Regions from separate parts of the Triticum aestivum genome. Here region 2 is linked to region 1. Evidence: chromatin contacts called from public Hi-C data. All regions are on one chromosome and are shown on one strand. Each heading gives the region's core, a stretch centred on a gene start, on an enhancer-like site or on the middle of the called end of the contact. The rest is flanking DNA. Distances are from core to core; before and after follow the strand shown.

What was found. A called contact is a pair of places that touch in the nucleus more often than the background predicts.
Region 2: a Hi-C map of leaf shows a contact between it and region 1, with 3 times the contacts expected there. The contact joins two enhancer-like sites. A contact is called at or near these places in 3 of 5 Hi-C or Micro-C datasets (leaf and an unstated tissue).

What each region holds. Positions count from the first base shown.
Region 1 is chr4A:35,500,256-35,502,955 of IWGSC CS RefSeq v2.1, reverse strand. No RefSeq gene overlaps it. Among protein-coding and RNA genes, the nearest start is that of LOC123084947, 39 kb to the right of the region's middle. Within about 2 kb of position 1,260, at least 5 of the 8 cell types and tissues checked have an H3K27ac peak or open chromatin away from gene starts, as enhancers often do.
Region 2 is chr4A:35,572,353-35,575,052 of IWGSC CS RefSeq v2.1, reverse strand. No RefSeq gene overlaps it. Among protein-coding and RNA genes, the nearest start is that of LOC123084948, 21 kb to the right of the region's middle. Within about 2 kb of position 1,287, at least 2 of the 8 cell types and tissues checked have an H3K27ac peak or open chromatin away from gene starts, as enhancers often do.

The DNA.
Region 1 (2,700 bases), core at 11-2,510:
TTCTCTTTTACTTTTATTTTTCTTCTTCTTCTCTTTACTGTGTGTTATCTCAAAAGTTGACCTCTTATTAAAAAAATGTTCATCGTATATTAAAAAAATGGTTCGCCATACATTATGAAAAGTTCACTATGCATTACGAAAATATTCATCATGTATTACAAAAATGTTCATCGTACATTTAATAAAATGTTCATCTGTATTACAAAAATGTTCACTGTATACTTGAAAAATGTTCAGCGTATATCATACAAATGTTCAATGCCTATTTAGCAAAAATTCAGTATATATCAGAAAAATTTTCATCATATATTGAAAAGATGTTCAATGGTTGAATTTATTTGTTTTTTATCTGTCGCCGCGCTTAGTTATTAAACATTTTCGCACCCATTTAATCACTAGTATTGGTCAGCTCAACTGGGAAAGAAAACTTACAGTATAACGTTGGTCGCTCGTTTGATTCCTCGACTCAGCATCCTTTTTTGCTAATTTAATTTGCAGCTCGCAGTGAAGCCACCGAATTCCCAAAGAATGTTCGTGTTTTTTAAAACTTGTTTGTTTCTAGAAAAGGTTAGATTTTTCAAAAATTCTTTGCATTTTAGAAAACTGTTTGGGATTTGCAGAAGTTGTTCGTTTTTAAAAAGTGGAATTACAAAGATTTTTAACATTTTTTAATAACAGGGACATAATATGGAAAATATTGCGGCATTTCAAAACTGTTCGCAATTTTCCAAATCTCAACCCTATTGTGTGTTCTTATGTAGTTTCACGTCTTCATATTTAGTAGGCGTTGTCTGGTGGAGTGGCTAGCGGCTTGTGCAAGTCATGGGGTCGAATGCTCGAGCGCCCAATTGTTTTTCTGATATTTATTTAACATGTAGTCTAAATTTCTTTCCTTATATGATATTGTTGTCGTTTTTGTCTTTGTTGCTTGACGTGTTTTTGTGCTTGTCGCTTTGAGAAAGCTAAGTACAGTTGCATTTTCTTTAATGCAAGTTACACGTACATTACATACACTGGCCGATTACATCGTGCAAGAGTCTACGTATTTGATCATGTAGCTAGCTAAGAGCATCTCTAGCCGGCCTCCAGGACCATTTTTTGGCCGCCGGCATCTAAATTTTCGCCCACTTATGATCCGAAGAGCCCAGATTTCGCCGGATTTGGCCAAAGTTAGAGCCGGCGGTCACAGGCCACACCCAGCTCATCGGGGGGCGCTTGGGGGCAGAGAGAGAAGATGTTGCATGTCCTTTGGCCCACAGTCAGCCTCCCACTCCCTCTCTCTCCACCCTTTTTCTCCGGACCCCACCCACATGCAGCCCATTCTTCCACGCCTATGTGCAGCCTCCACTTCAACCACCACCATCACCCACAAATGCAGCCCCTCATCGTCCTGCTCCTGGCGTCGCCGGTGCTCTGCCGCCACCCCGCGCCCGCGGCGACCTCTCCCACGCCCTCACCGCCGCCTCCAGTCCCTCGCCGCTACCGGTCTCCCTGGTGCTCGCCCGCACGCGCTGCAACTCGGCCCGGGCGGCCGCGCTGTCTACCCGCACCATCGTCTCCAGTCCGGGGGCAGCAGCGAGTACTTCTCCCGCGTTGGTGTCAGCCGTCCCACAGCGCCTCGACGGGCGGTGCTGTTCTCCATGGCGCCCGCGGTGGCCGCAGTCCCTGAAGCAGGAGCTAGAGCGGAGTGCGAGGCCGCGCGCCGGAGCGGCCCCAACACGGAAGCGTGCGCGAAGCCGCGGCCCAAGGGAATATTGAAAGTGCAGGAGCAACCTCGACAGGAGCGGCCGGCTGGTCGGCAGCCCGAGGACCCGGAAGACGCAGCAGGTGGTGTCGGGCGGGCTGGACGCAAGCCGGCGGCAGAGCATGGAGGAGGTGCTGCGGGAGCGTGGACGGGAGCAGACATCATCGGGCTGCAGAACGTGTGCGCCGAGGAGGAGCGCGGGATGCGGCCGCTGTCGGAGCTGGCGGGCGCGCTGGGCATGCGCGCCGTCCTCTCCATGGTCACCCCATGAGTCACTCTTGCGTCCACGCTCGCCGGGGTCCTCACCGGGCACGAGGACGGAGCGGTGGCGGTCGAGCTCGGTGGGCGCGTGCGTAGTGCGTTCGTCGGTTGGGTGGGAGGACGACTGTAAAAATTGTTGACCCCAATGCAAAAAGTCCGTCGGTGCCTCCCCAGGAGGCCCCTGAAGGGCACAACGGCTGGAAATGCTTTAACCTTGCAAATGTAGAGGTCCGGAGCAGTTCCCGTTTACATTTCATTGACTCGTACATATATCTGAACGTCCGCACGTCAGTTCTGAATACGCGTATATATACCGGCGGCCTGGCAGACGCACATTATACTTCTCCGAATGCCCGAATACTTGACTAGTGCATGCATGCACCAATATAGTCTGGGCTGGCCGTAGCGTGTTAAATATGATTGAGTTCTACTACTATGTACATGCACGTATATGCAACGGAGCTAGTAGACGGGATTTCATATCTCTATCTTTCCGTGAAGATCGGAACAAACGCTCACGCGTTGCCTATCTCCCTTCCCTATAAATACAGAGGCACAACCGCACAAGGCCATTCGCAGAACTCATGCACGGTTGGAGAGGGGAACCATACATTGTTCACAATATCCATCTATTCGCCAACGCCCACACCCATCCATCACTTGCATCTCGCGGAGGTATTCGGCAGCGTCAGCGT
Region 2 (2,700 bases), core at 38-2,537, 72 kb before region 1:
GCGATGCTCGCTGCTTCGTCCCTTACGTTCGACGCGTGCCTCCGGTCCTTCCTCTTGGCCGACTGCATGGCCCACTACTCGGGCGTCAGCTGCCTCTTCTTCTTGGTGCGCGGGGGGGGGGGGGGGGGCGTGGGGCTTGCCTTTTCCTGAGGGGACGGAGGTGAGGCCGGACGAGGCGAGGCCGGCGGCGGCATCGTCCATGGCGAGCGGCCGGGAGGTTTTGGGAAAGTGGAGGGGAATGGTGATCGTTGTGCCACCGACTGGCGGGCCAAGGGAAGAAGTAGGCACACATCACACGCGTCCGTTTCATGTCCGCGCCGTCGCAAATCAGACTCAAAATTGAGCCGGGGATGGGTCGGCAGACGGACGAAAAACGGACGTGCGTTCATTTGGGTCGGCACGTTGGGCCGGCTTTTCTGTCCGTGACGATCCAGACGGACACATGCGGACAAAATGGTTCGGCGCGTTGGAGTTGCTCTTAAGACTGCAGGCAAAGGCAAAATCCTCCAAGATATTTTGGATCGATGAGCAGAAAAAGATCAGTAAAGTAAAAGTAGGCCCGCCTTGGCGTCCTCATTGGCCCTCAGTCTACTCACGCTGGACCGAGGACCGCGCTGCACGACGATTGGCAGAGCGGCGGCATGGTATCGGACAGCGAAGGTTTCGTGCTGAGCACCGCGGGGGGTACATAGCCGCGCCATTGGACATGAAAACTACGTACACTTGCGTCGTGGGTGGAGTGAGATGGTGGTAAAGCAAGCTGAAACACACCGGATAACAGGAATTAAATACCCCATCTCTGTGCTAGTGGTAAGCATAAGATCCGTTTGCTTGGAGAAAAATGCCGATGCCGATGGTGCGTTCCGGCGGCGGCTACGTGTAAGGGAGCGCCCGGTGCAACGCAACGCAATGCAATGCCCAGTGGCAGGCAGGGCCCAGGATGTGTACCCCTGCATTATATTTTTGGAGTTAGTCTTTGGTGAGGGACGTCCGTTAGGTAGGCGTTCACTAGCTGGGCTGTACGACGTGTTCGAAAAAAGAAGCTAGACTGTACGACGACGCAACGGGATTAATTGGCGACCTGGCTGGATTGTGGATTCAGTGCCAAGATTCTTGGTTCGTTCAGCGGGTCGGGGTCGAGGTTGAAACGCGGTGGGGCAAGTGGTAGGGAATGGTCCGATGAACCGCGTCTCTCTCCGGGCCGGCGGGGCTGGTGTCGTCCCTTTCGACCGGCGCCCGGAAGTCTACAGCGAGTGCCTGACGTGGACGCCCCGGCCGTCGCTGTGCCTCCATGGACCACGCTCCCCTCCGATCGATACCCCTCCGGTTCCTCCGGTCTGGTATGAGCACGGCCGTCTACACACGTGCTTTCGCAGTGCTTGTCACGGAAGTAATACCTGCATCGACACCGAGCTGAGTCCGTGGACAAGTTTACTCTAGGTCTCTAGCCATGGAAAATCCGGGCATCTCGTTGATGAATGATGAACAGGACTACCATCGGCCCAAATTAATCACTCTGATTAATCGCTGGACAATCGAGCGCGGCCGCTAGATCTCGGGCCGATCGGCACAGCGCGGTTCATGAACGAACGAACGGAGACGAACGTGGCGCTCCCGGGCTCCATGAGCCGGTGGAGATCCGCGTGAGCAAGCAATGGCCGGCGGGCATACGCAATCTCACGGGATCGCTGCGCACATCCTCATCGACCGATCGCTCCGTATCGTATGGACACAGTAAAGGCGTGAGAAATCCGTAGTAGCAACACATAACAAGATACAGTAGCGATCGGTTCGACCTAGGATGCAACAGCCTACGCTGGGTGTGCGTTCCAGCGTCGCGATCCACATTACGAGAAGTAGAAAATCTGCACCGCCGTCTCCATCGCAAGCCGCAAAGGGGGCACGGCAAGTTATGAACACATGTGCAGTCTCCTTCACCTGGAAATATACTGGACCATACGCACGGGAGGTACAAATTGCAAGGCTTCTTGGTGAGTCCAGCCGCCAGGAGTACAGACACGGCTCCTTCGTCTCAGAACGACCAACGTACGTACGGTGCCCCTGAAGATCGACCTGTATATAACGACGGGTCAGTATCCTCCTCCCTGAAGATCGGCTTGGATCGTGAGGCTATACGCGATCCTGGGCTGGTACAAGTATCCGGACTTCTCCGTTTCAAAAAAAAAAAAAAAGTATCCGGACTTCCGGAGGGAGGAGGATGCAACGGTGACGCCGGGTCGACGTAGCGGAGGAGGAGCAGATGCCCGCGATGGCAACCGGACGAGAAGGTTTCGTGCGCAGGTGAGGACATGGTGCAGTGATGCATGGTGTCGACATGACGACATTGTGGTATTGCACACACTATGTGCGCAAAGAAAACGTGTTCTCCTAAACACCAGGTATGCACACTGTTCTTTTTATTGGAATGGGTACAGTGTTGTTGATTTGTAGTCCCCCTCATCTATGCTCTCTGATACTCACCCGGATTCACAAAAAAGTGGTGCGCACGCTTTCGACATATTTTTAGTGCAAGTTTTAAAACTTTGTATGCAACTATCATTTTGGGTATTGTAAGTTGAGACTTGAAGATTATAGGCACATATTTTTCTCGGAAAGTATCTCTAGAACTTTCAATAATCCATCATCCTCCATGCCGTCAGATCAGCTAGAATCAAACGGCCCAGCATCTCACTCGCGTTG